Regions from separate parts of the Drosophila melanogaster genome. Here region 2 is linked to region 1. A link is a contact called in public targeted proximity ligation data. All regions are on one chromosome and are shown on one strand. The core of a region is the stretch at or near the end of the contact, and the rest is flanking DNA. Distances in the headings are between cores, read along the strand shown. Region 1 holds the start of lncRNA:CR45898 (long non-coding RNA:CR45898). Region 2 holds the start of Cpr73D (Cuticular protein 73D).

Region 1 (7,023 bases), core at 3,254-5,753:
CGTATTTTTTTACAATATTTTCTTTTTTGAAATTCAACTTGAATATTCATTCGCTCTCTGTGGGACAGACCGATCGTGCGGGCAACTGAGTAACAACTGTTTTAGCAGTTAAACAATGCAATTTGAGCTCGTCTCTGAGCACGAAAAATAAAATACAAAAAAAAAAGACACAAATAAATCGACAAACTCAAAACGAGCACGCAGCTGTTAGAGAGATCGTCAATGCATAATATACGCAAATACAAACACGAGCTTAAGCTATATTCATATACATATATATGTACATATGTATATATGTGCATATGCAAACTGATTGTCAGTCGGTCATTCAGTCAGTTAGTCAATGTCGGTCTTCGTTGCTCAAGCATAAGCCCTAAAAAATAAGAGACATAAAAAACTGCACGCGTCGCTCGACAGCTTGAACTTGAACTGAACCCAGCAAATTGATGTAGCAACCACATGGCAATCGCAATCGCAATCGCAATCGTCAATCTTCAATCTTGTTTGGCAATCAATTCAATCTGAATCTCCAGGGCGGACAAACAAATGTGCGGTGAACCCTTTGGGTGAATTTATAGAAATTTAAGTCAAGGTCTTTCTTTAATTGCCAACTAATTGCCGCTGCAACGAAATGAAATCGAGTTACAACGAGGCGAAGGGGAAACAAGGGGTTAATGTACGCACTTGGGCATGAAAACAATTATTTACTTAGTCAATTATCTCCGTGTACTGAGATTAATAATTAACACCTTTTTGCCATCATTATTGCACAATTAAAATAATGGTTTAATTGTCCAATCAAATACAATCTCAACTTTTTCCAGTGCAAATTACACTGCTATTTATTGAAGCGATAAAGCATAGTAGTGCATTCTAGCATTATCTTTCACGATTTTCTTTTTATATTTATAAAACCGAATCACTGCCCTTAATAATTCTCATTGAGCCATAATATCCTGAAGTGCGTGTTCCCACATAATAAATTGTTCTCCCACGATACGGTTTGATCTATGTTTTCATCAAATGAATTTGATAACATGGTCATTAAAAATTGCCTACGTTTTAATTATAAATAGAAAATTTCCGAATATCGTTTTTATAGTTCTTGTGATTTGAGTATGTGTGTATAAAATGCTCTGTTGAAGAAATTTTAATTTTAATTTACTACCCCACAAAAAAATTCACATAAAGACATAAATCCCAAAGCCAAAAACAGATATTTTAGCTGCTTTTAGCAAATAATACTTTTTAAATGCCAAAAGCAAACCAATCCAATCATGCCGTATTTAAGTAATTGTACAATAGAAAACACGAATTAGAGGTAAACATAACTATGGTGGAATACTCTTTCTTTTTTTTTTAAAGATTTTATATCAAAGAAAGTATTTAATTGTTGCTCAAGCAATCTACAACAAAATGAAATCATATTTTCATTTATGTTACCTTTTATTTTTGGCTTTTAAACCAACTATTGCGATAAGCGTATGACCCTTAAAGTGTATCACGTATACGCCCCGTATATCATCAAATGGAATTGGCGTGCGGCCAGCATCAAAATGAAAACACAAATAGAAAACACAACCGCAGTTAGACAAAAAGAGACGCCGGACAGACAGTCGGACATTCGGTTCAGTTCACAAATTAATGGCGTAATTTGAAATGGTTTTTGTGGTTGGGCGCAGGAGCAAACGAAATGGCTAAGTGTTTGGCCAATTGTCGATTCCCGATTTGCGTATATATATACATACATAACAAACATATATGGAGCATTATAAAATGCGGCATATAATTGCATAATTCATGCTAGTGGAATTAAACTAGTTCCGCATGGCTTACTATTTGGCTTTCGCAAATATCAATGATAAATAGTGAAAATAATCAGAGGAGCTAATATTTATTTGGTTCGCGGCCACAAGGCGAGCAATAAATTAACGCTGCGGCCCCAGTCATTATCCACATTGCACATTGCACCGATGTCATCGATTCTAATACATATGTATATATCCATATATATATTTCATTGAGGGAATATATGGAGGCGCTGCCAAATCGCCTTTGCCACCGTCTTGCGGTTTTTGGTTCATTTTCTATCTTGGCTTTTATGAACCACAAGATTGTAGGTGATTTGTTCTTGCCTTTTTCTCGATTTCCTGCTGCTTGCGAGGAGGATTCTCTGTTTTTGGCACCGCTGACGCATAATTTATTTATCGAGACACACGAATGCAGAGCCAAGCACAGGAAAATGATCTTTAAATGTTCTCTTTAATTCATTTCAAATTAATATATTGGAGTCTTCTTTTTAAACAATGCGCTCACTTTGTTGTATCTTATAGATTTGTTGATTTTTACTTTGTTTGTTAAGTTGCTTACGAAACTACAGACCGATCCATCTAGCGGCCATTCCTGCAACTAATCTTATCAAGCAGTAAAGCTTTTCAGTGAGCTTTACAGTGAAGGCACAAAAAGTTGGCAGACCTTGAGGGGCGATGTGTTCTTTTTGCTAAAATAAAGCAATCTTGAATTGAATCTAAGAGACATTTTTGCTGAGTAGCCAAGAAAACGCATTACAAATTTTAAAAAAATTTAAACCGGGAACTATTGTAAAGGATTAACTGATATTTTCAAAAATGCATTCGAACTTCTTGCTTGAAAATATTGTAGATTATATTCAAAGGTGATGATTTCTTACCTCCAATCGTGCGCTGCAAAGCCTGGGCAATCTGATTTACATTGCTCACACCGTACTCCATCTTCCACCTCTCTTATAATGGCACCCTGAAAAAGAGCAAAAAAAAAATTTAATTACTCAGGAACTAACCATAATTATGTATCGAAAATAATTATTGCACGTCAGCAACACAGAAGACACTGAAAAAAGTTTTCCACAATGTCTTTATGATTTAAGTTAATAATTTACGTTTTTAATTGTATTATTCCTGCGATAGTTACATATTTATTTTTTGGGTGATTTAGGTAAACATATTAAATATTTTGAATATGATGCGAATCATGATTGCAGCGTTTTATAAATGTTATAAATTAAAACGAAAAAATTAATATGAATTTTTTTTGATGCAACCCAACGTAGCAATGTGTTTAAGTGCATCCTGTCCTAAATATCCCTTCTACTTCAACAAATAATTCAAATGCATTAAGATAATTATACTTTTTTACTATTCAAGATTATTATTGCACCCAGCCAACATGCATTATGTACTTCGAGAAACTACCCCCATTTAATACATTAAAAAAACATGCTAAAATGCGAAATAAAAAACCAGGGCGCCCAGACAAAACCGATTTACGATTGTACATCTTAATTTGTGCCCTGCTCATTTACGCGCCATTGCGCCAAACAATGCCATGTACTTCTGTTCTGGCCGTATCTGAAATGAAATTGCCGGACTCCGGATGCAAATGCATGGAAATCGCTGTTGGCCAGCTGCCGGGGAGCCAAAGAAAAGCGCCGGCACATGCCAGAAGTTAAGCCCAGTCAGAGGGGGCGGGGGACGGGGGGTATGCATATGTTTGTGGCAGTGGCAGCTTCAGTTGCAGTTGCAGTTGCTGCCGCGAATCGGATGTTGATGTTGCAGTTGCCGGCGTGGATGTTGCACTTGTTCCAAAAATACACGCCGAACCAAGACAAGCCGACAAACAAAACAGCAAAACAGAAATTGCACTTGGCACGCTTCCATTTTTGGCCAAACTTGCCTTTTGCCTTTGTGCCGAGTTCGAGGACTGCAGTAAAAATTGTTTTGCTTCCTTTGCTTTCGAACTATGGCTATATGTAATCCTTAACGCTTGCCAATAAACACAAGACTTGACTTTTCATTGCTTTGACCCGGGCACATTAATATTCAGGATGTCTAGAGCTGCCCACAGTGCACTCGAATTGGTCATATAGGTAGGTAGAATAAAAGGAATATCATATTTGTTGGTTTTTGAAAATCTTTATTAGCAACTTGAAACATATAAATTGAAAACAGAGGAGATATCGCAGAACTATCTAACTATCTATCATATAATCTAAATCATAATCTAAAACTTTATTACCATCTGATAATCTTTTAGGGCAGGCTTTAATATTTATGCATGACACATAAAACTAGGTATCTAATATTCGGGCAGGGACATTACATCAATTTTTTTTTTTTGGCATTTTAAGGCAGAACTGCCATTTGGGTGACATCGAATCCATCGCTGGCAGCGATAATTGTGACACGTCGCTGGCCAAAAATCGATGCTGACCCAGTTCAAAGCGGCGGAATAAAGTGCCGGGGAGACAATGGAAGGGGGCGGGGGGATAAGGACTAGGGACGAGGATTCGAGGGGTCGAGGGTACTACGATTCGAGGGCAGCGTAGACATAGACAGGGCAAACATTTGCGCCCGATGCGCGGATATTATTGGCATTAAGTTGCAACTTGGCCCGCTGTTCGGCAAATGTTTGATTTCCACTTAGGCGGGTCGCCGCTTTGTCTTCCGCTTTGACTTTGTGCTGCCTTTTTTTTTTGTTATTTGGCTGTGTGCAAAGATTAATGTGTCTCCAATTAAACGAATGGGTATGTCAATAAATCCATGATGGCGAAACTTTCACAAAATGTTATGGCGCTGTAATTCGATATTAAACACATTTCACCCAGTCGGATTTAATGTAATGCCTAGATTATCATCCAATTTGTATTCCTCCTTCAAAATCTCATCCGAATTTATGATCTCATGTGCCGTCTTGTCGTCTGTGAACCAATTTCATTTTAATTACCATAATCTCTAGTATAAATAAACATGAGCTGACTTCGGTTTCGCGATACGAGAAATATTATGCTGCAATTGCCATTTTTGGGCGCGCAGTCATGTAAAAATTTAGCGCATACAAATCTGGCTCTAATGGTGGTCAGTCCAGTTCTGATATGCCCACGCACTTGGGGACTCCCACTCGGTGGCGGCAAAACTCTGGCACAGCCAAGCGAAATTTATAGCAAAATATCGAAAAATAAACAAAACTGAATCAAAGTTCGTTCAGCCACCACATTTTCGAACAATGACGCTATGCCACCGGCTGTTGACTGTTTGTCTGCAGTAAAATGAGAGTGATATGGTTACATTTAAACTCAAAGATAGTTTACCTAAACTTACAGATAATAGAAATTGTAAAACAAATTATTAGTAAGACAAAACTACCAAATAGAAATCATTGAAAGCCTAAATATCACGCATACGCAATGTTGACATTTTCCATAATTTATTTTAGTCAAATATTGAATATTTAAATAATTATTTTTATATAAACTTCAGTTGTATTTATTAAATTCCACGAATTTAGGTATAAATACAGCACTAAATTAAACATTGGAACAGAAATCTTAATCTCCACTTTTGTCATACTTACTGATTTTTCCTTAGTTATCACATTTTATGACAATTCAAAATACCTTAACCGAAAAAACCGCTACAGGGTACTAAAATCCGTAGGTCGTCGTCTCAGTTGGCGGTATCAACAGCAAAAAAACTGAAAACCGGTCCTCGGTTACTTGGAATTGAATCTATGCGTAGTACATAGTATATCTTTTAAAGCGCAAGCAACAGAACAGTAAGTGTTTGTTCATTGCAAAACACAACCCAAATAAAAAAGAGACAGACCCGAAAAAAAAAGCCGACACACTTAAGTAAAGTACCGAAAATACAAGCCAAATTAACAAATTCACAGACGGAACAAGTGGAGTTTTTGGGGACTGAGTTGAGGGAACCTCCGACCCAACGATCACGAATTAGCCCGATGCTATTTACTGGCGATGATGATGATTCAAAGTCTAAATTCAACCTGTTTGTAGACCCACGCAAAACTAAAAAAAAAATAAAAAGCGCCAAGACTCCAGCCGTATTAGCAAGGTTAATCTGCGTATTAGCTTACATTGCAAACATAGTGATTTTCACACTCTAGTTCACATTAACGCAACTCGAAATCTGGCCAAACAAAGTGCGTCTCGCCAACTGAGACTAATTTAGTTCAAGCTCATGCCTAGATCCGAGCAAAAACTGAAGCTGTAGTTGCACTGACCAAAGATGTCTCTACGATCTTGCCACTTAAAAGAGCTTTTGGGCAGAGACTAGTCTTTTGCTGGCCTCGTTGGCCTGCCAGATTAGAAAGTGAAATGTGCGCAGAGTTAATCTGAAGTTAGACTGGGGCAATGATCCACTAATTAGCGAATAGCCAAAAGACGGATGCGGTCAGCGAAATCGCTGCTTGTGCGGTGGCCATTTCGCGTTTAAGAAGGAGTTTTAAATAAATGAAACCTGGTTCTAATATTTTGTTTTATAAAGCCCCGCGAAACAATAGTCTAGTACTAGCAATGAGATTAGATCGAATCCTATTCACTGAATGACAAATAATGAAAATTGATTTTGTCATCAAAACAATACAGTTAAGATGGGGTAAGGAGCTTTCAGTTCTCAGCTTTTAAAATAACTACATTGTCTTATTTTAGGTTTACTTTAAGATAGTCTTTTTAAGAAGAGCATAGAAAGGCCGTTGACATTAGTTTAAGCTTTAGTGTATTGACTTGGTGAAAGGAAATTTATTCTAAAACATAGTTTAGTATTTCAGGCATTCTATTGTTAATAGCAGCATCCGAAACATTAATATCTAAGATTTTATTTTTAATGAATTATTAAAATTTATATAAGTATTTATTATTAAGACCGAGTGTCATTTTGGTATTAAGGTGCACCGGTTAAGTACAAATTTTGAGAAGCGCAGAGAAGGCATCTAGTCATAAATGAGTTCTTTTCTATGGGAATTCCCAGTTTGAAATAGAAAGAATTTGAATGTTTGTTTGGTTGCATTCGTAGAATGAAAATAAGGAGAAGCGCATGGATAGACGGCTGACATCACCAGCGCCTCTTGTTTTGGTTTGGGGGAAAGACAATTTATTCCATAATTTGCCTGCGAGTACAAATACATATTCTCAGCCCAAATATGGCCAAGAGCTCATCAGCTGCTTTCTAACTAGAAAATCCCCTCACC
Region 2 (7,023 bases), core at 1,575-4,074, 75 kb before region 1:
CAGATTGGTTGATTATATGTAAAGAGGTGTACAGGGTAGATCATAGGACATAGGTATATCAAGTTAAATGCGTACGCCAGGAAGTTATCGTATGGCTTTAGAAACTTAACAAGCTAAAAAACAACAGGCTTAACTTTAGCAAAAATGTATATCATATGCAAATTAAAATTAACTGCTTCTCTGGCAATTTAATCAGAATACCCTTGGATAATTGCAAATAATTTCGATATTTATTTATCTTATTAGCTAATGAGGAATGGTGCAATCAAAAGTGACAAATCCCCTTAATATATAACTATTTGGTGAACCGAAATGGATGTGATCGAACAGAAAACCAAACTACTCATGAAGGAGTGAATGTCTAACTCTATGGATACTGTGGATGGCGTGGGTGAGTCAACGAAGTATTTTCTAATCTACCATGAATACTGGATTCGAAATGATTTGGTCTGGGTAAATGGACAATTGTGAACACACATAAGGGGGGGCAAAGGCAACTCTACTGATCATAATCTAAACATAAACATTAACTGAACCTAGGAGAACAAAACAAAAAGAGCCAACTCTGGCTGCAATCTCCACCGATCGGCTGGAAACCAAGTAATTGAGCCAGCACGAGTCGACATACCTGGTAGCTCCTGATGATGGCCTGGACGGCCAGATGGTCGTCAATGGTCTTGGAGTCGGGCGCAGCGCCGGCGACGGCTCCTCCAAAGTTGAAGGCGGTCAGCGGCAGAGTGTTGGCCTGCACGGGCGCCAAGTTGGGCGGGCTAACGTAGCTGTTGCTGCGGAAGTACGCGTCCCAGGACTAAAAGAAGAATGAATCAATAAGGATTTATTGTCATGTCATTTATTGTGAATGCATTATTCCAGGATCACCGTTTTATTAGGCTTTTATTATATTTTTTATTGCAGAGAAGTTTGGTTCCCTTTAGTATAAGCTCTTAACATTTTTAAGTGGTTTTTAAAAGGTAATAAAGCACTTCCGCTTCAGAAATAAACACTAGAAACTGGTTTATCGATGACTCAAAATCAAGAGTTGAATTTAAAAAGGCGCAGAAATAAAACCCTGTTTAATAGGGATACTTACGGTGTGCACGGAAGTGGGATCCCGAAGCCAGGCGTTGTACATCTCCTCCACGTAGGAGGCGGTGCTGCCGTTGGCAAAAGGTTCGGCAGCTGCGGAGTTGTAGGTGCGCACAGCGGCCGCTGCAGTTACCTTGGCCATCTGCCAAAGATTGGGGGCTCATTAGTTGGGGTTTTCTTTGGAGTTATGGTTATATCGACCAAACTCACCTGCTGACTGCTGCTGCTCTTGAGCAGCCATGTGGCGAAGTTCTTGTGCGCCATCGGCGACAAGGCCAGGCTGAAGGCTGTGTGGGCTCTATGCATTTTGTAGCTTTACAAAATAGAACTGAAAGAAAGAGACAATCTTAGTGAAGATCTTATCAGCCCACTATTATATCACTTCCAACTGATTAATCGATGGCGGCTTTGTTGACAAACAAGCCACGTAAAAGATAGTGCCAGTGCCACCCCCTAAACACCGAACTCCTGACCCTCGGCTGCTGTAAACGCGATAAGATAGCCTAGAAGTTTTTACGTCATGGTCATGTTCTGGGTTTTAACTGTGTCACCGATCAACCGAATGTTCCGAACTCGTTGCCAGGCCAGTGGGCCAGTTATGAAATTCCCTCACGCTCACGAAACAAGTTCACAATTGAATGGATGCGGGGGGAATTTACATACGTCCAAAGCCAGACTAGACCGTTGAGATCGGGGGATCGCTTGGTGGAAAAAAGCACACGTGATGCCATACGCCAGTCCGTCGCTCGCTTTTTTGATAATCAGCCAAGAAATGGCGGAGATACTTTGGCCCCCAAATATAATGGTGAAATGGGGGGGTTTTATATAGGGAGAGCCAGCTGCTTTTTGCGCAGTTTGTTCGTTTCCCAACTTTTAATCAGTTGTGAATATTTGCCCTCACTTTTTGTTTGCCGTCTCCGAATCACAGTGAGCATTCACCTGGGTATTTGGCCCAAAACGAGTTTGCCCAGATAACGCAAAGGCGTCAAGAGCGAATGTCCCTGGCTTGGAGTTATAAATTCCTGTGGTCCATGACTAAACGCAGAACCCTCTAGACGCAATTCAGTGATAAGAGGAGGGCGCTTAACCGGCCTCCAGTCATGCCACGCCAGCACTTCCAGAATTTGTCAAGTTATTAATCAAATTATTGGCGATAGGCTAGCGCGTGCGGATGTCGTAATTGAATCCCTATCTAAAGCCAGTCGTGCAAAAAATACGTACAAATTGAATGAAATTCGGAATGAGAACTTATGGGGCAACGAATGCGTGGCCAGGTCACATGTCTTATCGACGAACGCATGCTGGCCAGACGATCCAAATGAAGTGATTACAAAATACTGGCCCCCAGATATGAGAGCACAAAAAATGAAAGAAAACAATTGGAACGGCTAACCGGTTTGGAGTGGTCAAAGCTAAGTATTTGAAAGTGCATCACTCGGGTTATTTGATTCGGTCATAGCTACAATTACAGTTACATTGTCCACCCCACAATAGATAATTCAATTTAGCAGCCCGACATTTTCTTTCAGTGTCATTTATCTGTTTGCTTGTTTTGTGCTGGCGCTTTTCACATACTGCTTTCCCTGCAATTATATTCTGCTCGACGTCGATGTTACGAAAACACATTACATAAGTGCAAAAAATAAAAAAACGAAGAGCTGCTCGCGTGAGAGCAGCTGAGTTATTAGAACGGCCAGATGATGGAGCTAATTAGTGTGAAATAGTCCGACGGATGAGCTTGCAGTTCCACAATTCGAAGCATGACTGGAAAAATCCATTAGGCTTTCGGTCGGTGGAAGGTCTAGTTCCGACTGTATATGCACTGCACCGCGGTGGAATGAATCAAGACACCGTATAATATATACGCATATACTGCATGCGATTGCTCCAAAAACCAACCGAATATATGTACTCGTCGTACTCGTATCCGTATCTCGCAGATACGCGTCAAACGTTTGTTCGTGCTGAGTGCTGCGCGTCGACTGAAGCGAAAATACAAAAGCGGCCGCCTTCGAGAGTGAAATATAAAATTTAGAAATCGAATTTGCTCTTCACGAACCGCCGAGCGGGCTGCAAGCTTGGAAGAAAAATACAGAGTGTGTGTGTGATAAAAACACACAAAGCGGCCACATGACAACTCGGCGTTGTATCTTTATCTTCTGGCAAAAGGGGGTTGGGTCGGTCGCCGATCGGTGGACCTGATAACAGTCAGGTACATACTCATGTATCTACATATTGACCGCACTTCCTCCGTTTATCTAACCGCCTCGCCTCCTGGTTGTTGCCCATGTCTTGCGTATTTATAGCCCGAATTTGTTTACAACAATCCCAAAGTCCGTTCGTCAGCCGGCATTTCAAAGAATGCCGCCCACACAGCCAAAAACGAGAGGAGAGAAAAAGCGGTATGATATACACAAAAAAATAAAATGTATAATACATTCATAGAACTTGTTTATCACATAATACCAAAGACAACGAGAAACAATATTAAAATACAAAATGTTTGTATATCTAAAAGATTTCTCAACTCAAATTAAATTTGGTACACTATCCAGAATCACATCTTAACAATTTCTTAACATATTTTTCACAGTGCATTTAATAGGTCAAGCGCAAGTGAATTTGTGCGTGTATCAATTACCTTTCCGCTAATCAATAAAGTTTCAAGTTCACACACCAGACACAACCATTTACCTTGATGCGAGTGCGAAATTAATGAACACTCAAGAGGCACCGATCATTAGATACTCTTAGTTATTTTAGAATTGTTGTATTTTATAGTATTTAATAGTTTAACTTTCTATCGAAAAAAATGTATAATGTAGAAAGTTATATAAAAAACTATTATTTGGTTTTTGTGGCAAAATGTAAATTTTAATGTTGCTCTAAAAAATAGCGGAAATGGTAATTTGACTATCGAATGATAACTATGTAGATATCAGTGTACCAATTAGTCTAAGACTGAATAAAAGCTATTATCGTAGTTGGCGTAAAACATTAAATTGCCATGATACCCTATAAAAGGGTATAAGAAGGCAAGAGAGACGCACTCAGTGGGGTTTTGCATTCCATTAAAAAAAAACCCTGGACGAGCCCCCTCTAGGCGAAGAAGAAGAAGAGCGGTCCAAGGGCATGAAGTAATTGCGGAGCGGGGTGCGAGGGGGAGGTAGAGGTTCCGTAGTACTATAATACTTTTGTGGTTACTATTCCCGATCTGGGGCCTTTGCAGCCGACTTATGATAGGTTGTGGCAGATGATCCACATCCGTCAGCAGAAAAAAATAACTAGTTGTGCTGCCCCAGACAATGCGGCCGCGCGCTTTCTTTGCGGTTTGCTGTTGCTATTGCCATTGCTTTTGATTGATGATTCATTGGGCGGCGGGGAGAAAAGCACACGCGGCACTCGGTCAATTGCGTCATCAATGCGGCAAGTTAATTTTACAAAAAACCACATGTGACGTCGCCGACGTCGCTTGTTTTGCATTGCGAAATTTCACTTTTCATTTGGGGCGGCCGGCGCAAGCGCTTTTCCGCCGACGAGACGCCCACCTGCACTTTTCCAATTATATAAGAACAGTCCTTGAAATTAAATGGGGAAAAACGTTGGAAAATACCAATCAAATGCCTGCTAAATGCACTTTTTAGAAAGGGGAACACGCGGCAGTGTCTCATTGATCGCTGAAACGATGATGGTAATTCCTGGAATTCCACATGATGCAAAAGCGGACCTCGAATGTGGGACAAGTGAAAAGCACGCGAAATGCGAGTTTTCCGCTGAATCCAGTACTAAGTCTAAATGGACCATAGCCCCGCAGACTTTTTGCAAATTAACGCACATGATTTGATTATTTTTACACTAAACTTGCTTAAAGTTTAAATATTTACGTTTTTACAGCCGAAAACTTTTGCGTTAGTGGTGGGACTGTTAATGCTAGCGCACGGCCTGGACTCTCAAACATATCGAAACGCTATCGTTTTGTGCCAGATATCGATTATTTTTACAGTTTTGGTGAGCGGTAACACTAGCATACAGAGCTTATTCCTATGCGACTGCAGATGGCGCCACTGTGGAAGATCATGAAAGGCGCGATGTAAAAAGTCTGTAAGTAATATGTAAAGAATTCAAAATTTTTCCGTAATCTACTTAAACCATTTGATACCTTTAATTTAATAATATAGGTTCAAGATATTATTATTATTATTATTATTTTATTATTATTATTTTTTTGTAACCACGATTGGGTTGACTTCTGCTTGACACTTTTCCATTTTGAATATCCGTGAAATCATATCAAGTTATTTAAGAAACATTGAAACGAAATTTTCAAAAGAAAAGCGAGAAACATATGTTTAGTAATTTCCAACAATGTTTGAAGCCACCTACATTGTTTTTCTCAGGAATAGTCGCAATAGTCGCGGCCTGACACAAAAACTGGAATTCAACTTGCACTAAACCATTTAATTGCTACGCACACTAGACAGAGACTAATATCTGCTGTATTGATCCAGACAGTAGCCGGTAATTTGGTCCGATATACAGTCAAAGACATTGTAAAATCCCAAATAAGAAGACTTTACTCGTTGAGTTTTTGTAAGAAAACTGATTTTATTTGGAAATATCTTCGGTTTAAATAGGTGACATGAGAATCGCATCTTAAAGTAAATGGCCTACGCAGAGGCCTACGTAAATAGTCCCCGCCTTATCGAGGTCCCACGCTCGGGCACATCTGCCTATCTTGAGCGGCGAGGACCTTATCTGTGGTCTCCCACTAAGGGACTATTTTAGGAGGCGGGGAACGATCTCAAGTGACTGACTCATGTAGTGTGCACTTAAATTACATGTTTTTGAGCAATGCACCCATGTCGCCTTAGATAACAAAATCCTAAATATAATTTATCGCTCTCGATTCATTTACATAAGATATGAACGGAGCCCAAAATTGTAAGTCTTTAAATATATTCGTGTTCATGTGTGAACATTCTGCCAAAGGGCCAGCAAAGCTGAGATGTACATTAGTATATTAGTTGCATTTATAACAGTAGTGGACTGTATTTATTTGATATATGTTCATTTATTTTGCAACTAAGATTTCAATGGGCCTAGTTTTTCTGGCTTTTAATTTTATTGGATTACAATTATGGTTTATATTATTTTTAATTCAACAATTTGTACTTAATTAACTTATTTTAAACATTTTGCTTTTTCTATGTAGAAGTACATTTTCTATTAGTGGACTGTATATTTTTATTTGTTATATTATTTTATTGTTTATTTACTATTGATATTTATAGTACTGGCAACGGACCTGCAAAGGTTATTGCTTGCATTCTTTGTTGCACAGCACATTTCCGTATGAAATATATTATTAATACTATCATTAGTATTAAAGCAATAATTAATCCAGCATGTCCGGAAATATGATGGAAATGTAAATCTTTCAATTTTTGATGGTTCTCTTTCATAAATTTAATTTCATTATTCAATCGTTCAAATTCCTCAGTATGATTTAATATTGATAGTTTCAGCGGATCCCAAATAATCTTCGGCACTCCACTAACTTCTCCTATATAAGGTGTTGATAATAATTCTTCACTTTCGGACTGAATGTTATGGTGGGCAACTAGAATTTTATCGTCGGTTCTTGCCGTACAATATGGCGCAATGCTTAAAACTCCTTGCTGAGGCAAATCAAACAATTCAATTTGAGAGCCAGTACATTGCAGACGGACTTTTGAATTCGCAGGAACCTTAAACAACCAACTACTTTTCTTTTCTAACTCTACCCAGTAACTTTTAGAGTCGACTACTGTTTTATAGATGCAGTTCGCCGCTTTATCTGGCTTTAGAGGCTGAATCTCACATGCATTATCATTCGCTGAATTCCAGGGCCAACTTCCTTTGCATATTCTCTTATTTAGTTGCCATTTCTGACATTGA

Evidence for each region.
Region 2: a contact with region 1 is called in a targeted proximity ligation map of the Kc167 cell line, with 4 times the contacts expected there. A contact is called at or near these places in 6 of 107 Hi-C or Micro-C datasets (the D17-c3 cell line, the Kc167 cell line, embryo and 2 more) and 1 of 7 datasets of targeted methods (the Kc167 cell line).

The regions. Positions count from the first base shown.
Region 1 is chr3L:16,879,671-16,886,693 of dm6, reverse strand. It overlaps lncRNA:CR45898 (long non-coding RNA:CR45898), which reads right to left and starts at 4,503. Exons shown (of 1, transcript NR_133257.1): 1 at 4,155-4,503. It overlaps Lmpt (Limpet), which reads right to left. Exons shown (of 10, transcript NM_206388.3): 3 at 2,690-2,775.
Region 2 is chr3L:16,953,490-16,960,512 of dm6, reverse strand. It overlaps Cpr73D (Cuticular protein 73D), which reads left to right and starts at 2,824. Exons shown (of 5, transcript NM_001316452.1): 1 at 2,824-3,488; 2 at 4,981-5,187. It overlaps Ogdh (Oxoglutarate dehydrogenase), which reads right to left and starts at 5,691. Exons shown (of 13, transcript NM_168704.4): 1 at 5,470-5,691; 2 at 4,971-5,185; 3 at 1,297-1,414; 4 at 1,091-1,228; 5 at 629-808. The coding sequence starts at 1,392. It overlaps Obp73a (Odorant-binding protein 73a), which reads right to left. Exons shown (of 4, transcript NM_001347747.1): 4 at 5,571-5,633. The coding sequence ends at 5,571.